Regions from separate parts of the Mus musculus genome. Here regions 1 and 3 are each linked to region 2. The links are chromatin contacts, called in public promoter capture Hi-C maps. All regions are on one chromosome and are shown on one strand. The core of a region is the stretch at or near the end of the contact, and the rest is flanking DNA. Distances in the headings are between cores, read along the strand shown.

Evidence for each region. Promoter capture Hi-C pulls out the DNA fragments that hold promoters and counts their contacts.
Region 1: a contact with region 2 is called in a promoter capture Hi-C map of embryonic stem cells, with 3 times the contacts expected there. The contact joins the enhancer-like site here to the promoter of R3hdm2 in region 2. A contact is called at or near these places in 15 of 39 promoter capture datasets (3T3-L1-derived adipocytes, the HPC-7 cell line, Sertoli cells and 9 more), 1 of 15 datasets of contacts at CTCF or cohesin (the NIH/3T3 cell line), 17 of 484 Hi-C or Micro-C datasets (LSK cells, Sertoli cells, bone marrow-derived macrophages and 12 more), 13 of 115 datasets of contacts at active chromatin or transcription factors (the 230-238 cell line, the HPC-7 cell line, bone marrow-derived macrophages and 7 more) and 4 of 9 other capture datasets (adipose tissue, liver, macrophages and 1 more).
Region 3: a promoter capture Hi-C map of 3T3-L1-derived adipocytes shows a contact between it and region 2, with 5 times the contacts expected there. The contact joins the enhancer-like site here to the promoter of R3hdm2 in region 2. A contact is called at or near these places in 4 of 39 promoter capture datasets (the 3T3-L1 cell line, 3T3-L1-derived adipocytes and liver), 10 of 484 Hi-C or Micro-C datasets (CD4 T cells, the G1E-ER4 cell line, cerebral cortex and 7 more), 4 of 115 datasets of contacts at active chromatin or transcription factors (embryonic stem cells and trophoblast stem cells) and 4 of 9 other capture datasets (adipose tissue, liver, macrophages and 1 more).

Annotation. Positions count from the first base shown.
Region 1 is chr10:127,425,177-127,428,303 of GRCm38.p6, reverse strand. All of the region lies in intron 2 of R3hdm2 (R3H domain containing 2), which reads right to left. Among named protein-coding and RNA genes, the nearest start is that of Gm23819, 22 kb to the right of the region's middle. Within about 2 kb of position 1,468, at least 84 of the 459 cell types and tissues checked have an H3K27ac peak or open chromatin away from gene starts, as enhancers often do. A contact at or near this core is called in the HPC-7 cell line, the NIH/3T3 cell line, adipose tissue and 9 more, where this site is marked.
Region 2 is chr10:127,388,695-127,391,756 of GRCm38.p6, reverse strand. It overlaps R3hdm2 (R3H domain containing 2), which reads right to left and starts at 1,446. Exons shown (of 26, transcript NM_001168292.1): 1 at 1,330-1,446.
Region 3 is chr10:127,336,053-127,339,337 of GRCm38.p6, reverse strand. Gli1 (GLI-Kruppel family member GLI1) reads left to right here. Exons shown (of 13, transcript NM_010296.2): 3 at 792-917; 4 at 1,174-1,266; 5 at 1,744-1,948; 6 at 2,181-2,325; 7 at 2,610-2,699; 8 at 2,789-2,926; 9 at 3,226-3,285. The coding sequence starts at 818. Among named protein-coding and RNA genes, the nearest start is that of Gli1, 3.9 kb to the left of the region's middle. Within about 2 kb of position 1,622, at least 19 of the 459 cell types and tissues checked have an H3K27ac peak or open chromatin away from gene starts, as enhancers often do. A contact at or near this core is called in embryonic stem cells and trophoblast stem cells, where this site is marked.

The DNA.
Region 1 (3,127 bases), core at 219-2,718, 37 kb before region 2:
TTGTGTGTGTGTGCAAGTGAACACGCACTTGGCAGAACTGTCTCCTTCAACTATGTAGGTCCTAAGGACTGGACTTAGGCTGTCAGAATGGTGAGCATCTCTTTTGCCCACTGAGTTATGAACTTGCCCACTTCCTGCTTTTCTGCAGTTCATTTCCCTTTTTAAAAAAATTAACTCTTCTTTCTCCATATATACTAGAGAAGGTACAGGGAAGATTAAAATCTCCAAGCAGAGAGAGTTTGTTATGAGTGTTACACACATTGCTGGCTCTTGTCAATGCACTATGATAGGTTAGTAAGCAATACAAAAAAAGAAAAACTTCAAAAGATACAAAAGAATAAGACTCTAAGTTATAATAGTGGGCTGGTGAGATGGCTCAGCCATTAAAGGCTAGGCTCTCCTTCTAAAATATGTTACAGCATAAAACTAAAAGAAGATAAAGGGTAACAGGATGTTGGATTGCTTAGTATTTTTTGCTCGATATTTGGCCCATTTAAAATTCTGGATTTGGGGAGGGAAGGTCAAGGCACCTCAATGGCACAGTACATACTTAGTGAACACAAAGCCTTCACGTCAATGCTAGGCACTACCACCCAGCCTGCAAATCAGTTTATTTTAAGAAATGTGGCAGTATTAAGAAATGTGGCAGTATTTTAAGGACTCACCATACACAGGATGCCATATCTATGAGTGAGTACACTCACAGATATCCAGAGGAAGAGGAGTACCATGAGCACAGCACCCAACCGGAAGAGTAAGGAAGGAATGGCTTTCCAGAGGTGGACACCAGAGGCAAATGTCCAAATGACAGAGACAGGAGTAAGGTAGGTTCTTTCAGACAGATAAGGATAAGAAGAAGCGTTACAAACTGGCAGGTTGTCTGTCTTCTTGATGAGTACTGTGTAGGCAGAAGCTCTAGGCTGACCTCAGGAGAAATACCTGCCAACCAGCAGCACCAGTTCCCCAGACAGCACTGCAGTGGGTGCAGCAGCTGGCCCCAAACTGCACATCTTGCCAAATTTAGCTCCAAAGTTCTAAGTTTAGCTCAGAAGTCCTTCTGCATATAAATATTAGATTGGGCCTTGAGAGCAGAGTCTGTAGAATAAAGTTCATACTCCATGGATTTCCCTAAGAAGCTGTGAATGGTGCTGTGGTCTGAGACAGGGTCTCACTTATGTAGGCCTGCATGAACTCATACAGGTCCTTCTGCTTCAGCCTCAGGGCTGGAATTTAAATGTGTGCCAACACGCTAGGCAGGAGCTGTAGATTTTAAATGGCTGTGACATATTAACATAACAAGACCACGGGCCTTTAAGCTGATCAGCAACTCCTCACTTCCTGGTTCTTCCCCCTCCTAGTAACTTCTTCTGTGGATGGCAGGCTCTTCCTGAGCTATCTCAGTCCTCCACAGCCATCCAATTCAGCAAAGCTGAAGGCTCTCAGCACAACCCTTTGTTTACATAAGCCAATCAGGACCAAGTATTGGGCATAAAAAGGGCCCAGGCAGGAGGCCAGACTTCCTCTCCACCTCAGTAAAGCTCTGGCTCCTCTGCTGTCCTGGCTCATTATTCTTCACTGTTTTTAAGACAAGATCCTGGGGCCACTCAGAGTGATTCAGTGGCTGCTGCATTTCTATGGCCATATTTTCTCTAGAATTAAGCCCACCTGAGCAAGGAGATAGCTCTATCACAGTCAAAGACCCCCACAACATGGAGAGCTAAGGCAGAACATGTAAATCAGAACAATGGTAGGGAGCCCATGCCTAGAACTCCAGCACTCTGGAGGCTAAGGCAGGAGGAGGCCACGAGTCAGAGTCTGAAAATAAAGCAATCAAACTACAACAAAAGCCCAAACAGGCATGGTTGTGCACACTGGATGAAAAAGAGATAGAGGAGAGGGAGAGGGAGAGGGAGAGGGAGAGGGAGAGGGAGAGGGAGAGGGAGAGGGAGAGGGAGAGGGAGAGGGAGAGGGAGAGGGAGAGGGAGAGGGAGAGGGAGAGGGAGAGGGAGAGGGAGAGGGAGAGGGAGAGGGAGAGGGAGAGGGAGAGGAGAGGGAGAGGGGGGAGAGGGGGGAGAGGGGGGAGAGGGAGAGGGAGAGGGAGAGGAGGGGATGGGAGGGCTGCTGCTCCTAAGTATGGTGGAGGAGAAAGTTTATTATCAATATAAGGGAGACCTAACCAGAGGGACAAACATCTAAGAGAGTTCAGAGTGGTCACTACCCTGAACCATATGGGGAGAGGAGGAGAGGAAGGGAAGAGAGAGGGAGGGATCAGGTACAGCAGCCAGGAGGCCAAAGGTCAAAGGAAGGGCAGCCCAGCCCCTGGACTGGAGAGTTCAGAGTAGAGGACAGGGTGTGCCAACCATGCTCTTTAACAGTAGGACAGCGGAATGCTGGGAGAACATGGAGGCCTGGTCCACTCTGATAAGTTAATTAGGCATTCCCTACTAACAGACACCTGGCCTTAGCCCTTAGGTGGCTGGAGTCGGAGGACTTAGAATTTAAGGTTGGGGTGGCTACACAGTAAATCTGAGGCTTATGTAGTGAGTTTCTCTACAAAACCAGAAATAACAAACCCAAACCAACCAAAAGATAAATGATGGTCAAAAAGGAGAAAAGATAATCTTTCAGAGTGCATGTTCATAGACTGGCCTTTGAGATTACTTCTGGAATGCTGGGATTAAAGGTGTGTGCCTCAGAACCTGGCAATGATGCTTAAGACGCATGTCTGAAATGCTCACTCTATACTTATAATTTACTTTAGAAACGCATTCTTTACATGGCTTGAAAATCTGTTTCCTCAAAGCTTGCACGTGAAGGCTGAGATGTAGCTCACATAACATGCAGAAAGCTCTAGGTATGATCCTCATACCACCCCCAAAAGGGAGGATGACTGACCAGATGACTCAGCAGATAAAAGCTTTTGACGTGCAAGCCTGATGACCACATGTGTGCTCACATCTGTAATCCTAATACTCTAGGTAAATGGGAGGCAGAGAAGGAGAGGTCTCAAGAAGCTTGTGGGCCAGCTAGCCTCGCTTGATACAGTTCAGCAGAAATAAGATACCCTGCCTCAAACAAGGTGAAAGAAAAGAACCAACTCCAACTCCTCAAAAGTTGTCCTGACTTC
Region 2 (3,062 bases), core at 197-2,696:
TGTTACATTTGATGAATCAATATTTAAAATTTTTTTCTTAGTTTTAATCCATAATAGGGTTCAATATTGATAAATATAATACACATAAGCAAAAGTTTCCTTTTTTTTTTTTTGTTTTTGTTTTGTTTTGTTTTGTTTTTTTTTCGGTTTTTCGAGACAGGGTTTCTCTGTGTAGCCCTGGCTGTCCTGGAGCTCACTCTGTAGACCAGGCTGGCCTCAAACTCAGAAATCCGCCTGCCTCTGCCTCCCGAGACAGGTGTGCACCACCACACCCAGCTCAAGCAAAAGTTTCTTACTGTCCATAATAGGTTTTGTTTTCTAGTTGGACTTCAGTTTCTTTCCTCCAAAATTGTTATTCTTTTCATGTATACACATGGTTTGCCACATGTGTGTCTGTGCACCCTGTCCATGCACTACTGCCTTCAGGGGCAAGAAGGAGTCAGACCCACTGGAACTGGAGTTATAGACCTTTGTGAGCAGCCTGGGTCTTAAGGAATAGACAGTGATCTTAATTGCTGTGATATTCATTCAAACCCTATAACTTTTTTAAAAATAACTTATTTATTTTTAATTTACATGCATATATGTCTGTCTGTGTGAAGATGTAGGATTCCCTGGAACTGTTACAGACATTTGTGAACTGCAGTGTGGGTACTGGGAATTGAACCTGGGTCCTCTGGAAGAGCAACTAGCTCTTGAACCATTGAACCATCTCTCCATTCCCATAACAACTTTTAAAAGAGCAAAAAGTAGCCTTATTTTATTTTTTTTACTTTTACCATGTTATTGAACATTCTATTTACATTAATTTTTCTCCTCAATCTATGATGAAGTTTTATACTTTCAAACATCCCCAGAATGTCTTACTATGCAATAATAGCATTACTTTCCCTGCTACCAAATGATGCACTAAAGATATTTACTATAGAATAGTTTTCTATTTTAAATTCTACTTAATCTAAATTATGTACTCAAAGTACCCCTCCTCGGCTGGAAAGATGGCTCAGTGGCTAAGAGCACTGACTGCTTGTCTGAAGGTCCTGAGTTCAAATCCCAGCAACCACATGGTGGCTCACAACCATCCATAATGAGATCTGATGCCCTCTTCTGGGTGTCTGAGTTCAGCTACAGTGTACTTACATATAATAAATATTAAAAAAAAAAAAAAACAAAAAGAAAAAAAAAACAAAGTACCCCTCCTTAAGTCTACCTTTCCTTATGTTGATGGTCCGTACAGGTACACAGGTTATTTGCTGCTCAAACTGTATGAACTCCGAAAACAATCCAAGCATCACAAGCGTTACCTGTAAGCCCCAGTGTGATGCTTACCTGATTTCTAGCACAGATATGGTGCTGGCTCCTCCATCCAGGCGGGATCTTAGGAACTGTATCAGGTTTACTGCTGAGAGACACTGAGGAAGGACAGGGTCGCCTCTTGCAATGCACCTGAGAAAGAAAAAGAATCCTTCACTACATCAAATCCAGGCTCTAATCCACTTTCAGCAACATGGCAGTGAACTAAAATTCTTAGAACAGTTCTGACTTTTTACTGGTCTCTGTGGTTTTTTTTTTTTTTTTTTTTTTTTTTTTTGGGTTTTTGGTTTTTTGAGACAGGGTTTCTCTGTGTAGCCCTGGCTGTCCTGGAACTCACTTTGTAGACCAGGCTGGCCTTAAACTCAGAAATCCGCCTGCCTCTGCCCCCCCCCCCCCCCCCAGTGCTGGGATTAAAGGCGTGCACCACCACGCCCAGCTTTGGTCTCTGTGTTTTAATTAAATGGTGTGAGTGACGGTACAAAAATCATTTTGAAGCTACATATATTATTCCTAACTCTGAAAAGCTGAATACTGTCTATTAACTATAAAATCCCCAGGGATTTTAATTCTACAAAAGCCCTGTATGGTTCTAAATTTAACCAAGCAATAGAAACAGTTGGAAGATATGTAATTCCTTTTAATATCTGTGCTTTTATGTTGCCAGGCAGCTATTTCTTCAGTAATCTTAGTGCACCCAACCATATAAAAGGAAGAAATACATACAACTGACAGGTTAGTAACTGTGGTAACTGAGATATTTTCTGAGCCAGGTGTGGAACTGAGTAAACCAAAATCCCAGTGCTTGGGAAGCTGAGGCAGGAACATCAGGAGTTCAAGACCAGCACTGTCTAGATGGGATGCTGCAAAGATGGCTCAGGTGCTAAGAGAACCCACCACTCATCCAGAGGACCCAGATTTGATTCCTAGCCCTCACATGGCAGCTTACAACCATCTCTAGCTCTAGTTTCAGGGCATCTGATGCTCTCTAGTCTCCATAGGGACCAGGCACACAAGTGGTGCACAGACACACAAGTAGGTGAAATACCCAGACACATAAAATTAAAATAAAACCTAAAAGAAAATGCTATCTACAGTCAGATGGTGGTGGTGATGGTGCACGCCTTTAACCCCAACATTTAGGAGGCAGAGACAGGCAGATCTCGGAGTTTGAGGCCAGCCTGGTCTATACGGAGAGTTTCAGGACAGCCTCTGTCTCAAAAAACCAAGAGTAGGAACACGGTACTTTATGCCTACCTTATATGTCACCATATAAATAAGTACTGGTTATTTTCTGTTGCTGTGACAAAACACCATCCACAAAAGCCACTTATGGGAAAACACTACAAGGCCTCTTCCCTACACAGCTCATCCCCAAGAAGTCATCAGCACTACCTAGAACTCACTTCCTCTGATGAAGGAATTTAGTTGAGATACTATACTGCCTGAGTACATCTCAGAATATGCAGTTTTGAGATACACACACACACACACACACATACACACAAATGTGTGGGTTATCAAATGAAAACAGTAAGAATAGATAGGCAGCTAAGAATAAGAAGTAGGGGGTGGAGAGATGGCTTCCTGGTTAAAAGCACTGACTAACTACTGTTCCAGAGAATCCAGGTTCAATTCCCACATGGTGGGTCACAACTGTAACTCCAGTTCCAAAGGAACTGACACCCTTGCACAGACATACGTGCAGACAAAACACCAATGTACGTGAAATAAATAAATAGCCAGTGCTA
Region 3 (3,285 bases), core at 373-2,872, 53 kb after region 2:
AAACTTGTTGAGGGAAAGCGGACCTCGCATCAGCTCCTCTCTCTCTAGCCTTGAGGACTTCGTTTTCTCATTCCCATTAAGACTTTCCTGACAGCCCCTTCCCGATTTCCCCCAAAACCAAACGGGATAGGTAAACCCAGAGTTAAACCGCCTCAGAATGACTTTAGCTCTCATCCTTTTTACTCAAAAGTCGGGGAGACGCTCTGCTCTGAAGTCTTATTCCCTCCCACACATAGTTCTCTGTCTGAGGACAGATCATTTGTGTTCTCTTCTGGCCCTACCAGTCTATCTGGACTGAAACGAGGTCTCCCTCTAGTGGACACTGGAGAGATTGCTCATGAGCTCTGCTCTTGGGCATGAGCCGGCAGCCCTGGGCATGAAGTCAGACCTTCCGTGTGTTCCACCATCACACACCTCAAAGCTGGCCCATGGCCAGAACAAGAAATGGTAGAGGGAAAAGAAAAAAGAAAAGCAAGTAGAGAGAGCTCATGGCATTAAAAATCACCTAGGACTTGTGTTGGATCAGTTAGTCCCTAACATTCCCTTGTACATACAGAGACTGTGGATCCCCAAGACTGAACGGCTGCTTCTGCCCACTCTTTGGGATGTTTCTTCTTAAGGAAGCTGAAAAACGTTATTGATTTCCATGACCAGTTTCTGAGATGAGGGTTAGAGGCACAAGGGACATGCTGGCGGGCGGGGGGGGGGGGGGATCTGTGCCTGAAACTGTCATTTATCTTCTCTGTTTCGTTCCATCTTTATAACTGGCAGATCTACATTCCTTTCCACAGGTCCCCTCATCCTTCCCTGAGACGCCATGTTCAATCCAATGACTCCACCACAAGTCAATAGCTATAGTGAGCCATGCTGTCTCCGACCCCTCCACAGCCAAGGAGTCCCCAGCATGGGAACAGAAGGTGAATACATTTACCAGTCCCTGGGCCTTGAGGACTTGGCAGTCGTCTCACCTAGCGCCAGGATCCTCTCAACTCCATCCCTAGCGCATTCTAGTTTCCTATCTACAGGAGGATTTACACACACACACACACACACACACACACACACACACCACCATGTATGTTTAGAGTTTGGGATCATATCTTATGTTGGGTCTTAAGGTAAGCCCTGTATTCCCCATTCAAAGACCTGGCTCCAGCTGTCTCTCTTTTCTAGGACTTTCTGGTCTGCCCTTTTGCCACCAAGCCAACTTTATGTCAGGGTCCCAGGGTTATGGAGCAGCCAGAGAGACCAGCAGCTGCACTGAAGGTGAGCACTGGGGCAATCCCCCCTGCCCCTGCCCGTCTGGGACTTGCTCTGCAGGAGAAGGTGGGGAAGCTAGGGCCAAACTCAAGGTAAGAAACATCCAGAGACAAAGGCAACCAGGGGACAATCAATCAAGAGGCTCTAGGCAGAGCAAGGCAAAAGCAGCAAGGTTTTTGAGCGAGGCCCCACCCACCAAGTGCAGGGATACAATGTACCTTTACAGTATCTTTCCCCCCCATTGTAATTTTATTTTTGTAACAATGTATATGTCTGTGTGAGGCTGTGCAGGTCCTGGCGCCCTCCCTGAGGCCCAGGGTGTGGGACCATCCCTGGAGATGGAGTTACAGGAAGTAGTGAACTGCTTGATGTGGGTACTAGAAATCATACTCAGATTCTTTGAAGGAACGGCAAGTGCTCTTAACCACAGAACCATCTCTCCAGCCCCCTTTACTACATCTTAACTCCTGTCTCCTGCCCTAGGATCTCTCTTTCCTCCTCCTCCTCCTCCTCGGAGTTCAGTCAAATTAACAAAGAAGCGGGCTCTCTCCATCTCGCCCCTTTCTGATGCCAGCCTCGACCTGCAAACCGTAATCCGGACCTCACCCAGCTCCCTGGTGGCTTTCATCAACTCTCGCTGTACATCTCCGGGCGGTTCCTACGGCCATCTCTCCATTGGTACCATGAGGTGCTGGCAGCCTCAGATTAAGAGGCCCCCAAGATATGTACTGACACCCACTAGAAGACTCAGACCCTTCAAACCTCCAGCCCAGCTCTAGTCCTTCCCCTCCCCCAACGCATTGGAACCCTCTTCAGGACCTCCCCAGGGCTTCTTCAACCACACCTCCCAGAAACCTGCAGGACAGAGCAAGGACTCCTGGTGGCTGATTCTCTTCACTAACAGCCTCTTCTCCACCTAGCCCTTCTTTAGGATTCCCACCTCAGATGAGTCATCAAAAAGGAACTTCACCTCCCTATGGAGTCCAGCCCTGTGTACCACATGACTCTACTCGGGGTTCAATGATGCTTCACCCCCAGTCCCGGGGACCACGTGCAACCTGCCAGGTGGGGCCCTCCACGTTGTCTTCTCCAGCTCAGGACAATTGTGGGGGAAGGGGGAGGGGACAGGTGAAGGAAGACAGCAGATATAAAAGCGTTTGGTACAAGGAACATGGACTCAGACTCTCCCAGAGGAGAGCACCGTTCTGTTCATCCCGTTTACCAGGGCAGACTGTGGAGAGCCCTCATACTCAGGATTTGGGTGGGGGGTCTGTAAGGCAGGAAGACCTGGCTTGTTTTCTCTTCTGACTATTCCACCCTCAATACCCTCACCTCTTCCCTTGGGGAAGCTGAAGTCAGAGCTGGATATGATGGTTGGCAAGTGCCCGGAGGACCCTTTGGAAGGGGACATGTCTAGCCCCAACTCCACAGGCACACAGGTAAGGGAGGGGCAGGGCTTTCCCCAGGGACCTGAGTGAAACAAACCTTGCCGCACAAATGACCCTAAGGGCTGTGTCTCTCACCCTAGGATCACCTGTTGGGGATGCTGGATGGGCGGGAGGACCTGGAGAGAGAGGAGAAGCCTGAGCCTGAGTCTGTGTATGAGACAGACTGCCGCTGGGATGGTTGCAGCCAGGAGTTCGATTCCCAGGAGCAGCTGGTGCACGTGAGCCCCAGGGGGTAACAGATGGTTGGTGGGAGCCTGAAGGAGACTAAATGGAGCTTTGAGGTCTAACTAAAGGCAAGAGGTTCAAGCGTACTGAGGTCCGAGATTGCATGCTCAGTCCTGCAGACTGAAGCCCAGAGTATCTTTGCTCTAGTAAGCTAGAAGACCTGAAGTATGGGCGGAGCTGCATTCCCCACTCTTATTCCCCCAAGAGGAGAAGCTGAGGTGATGAGTGTGGGGCTGGAAGGAGTAGGTTCAGGGTCTGGGACCTCGGAAAGCCTCTCCCTCTTCCTCCTCAGCACATCAACAGTGAGCATATCCACGGGGAGCGGAAGGAATTCGTGTGCCATTGGGGAGGT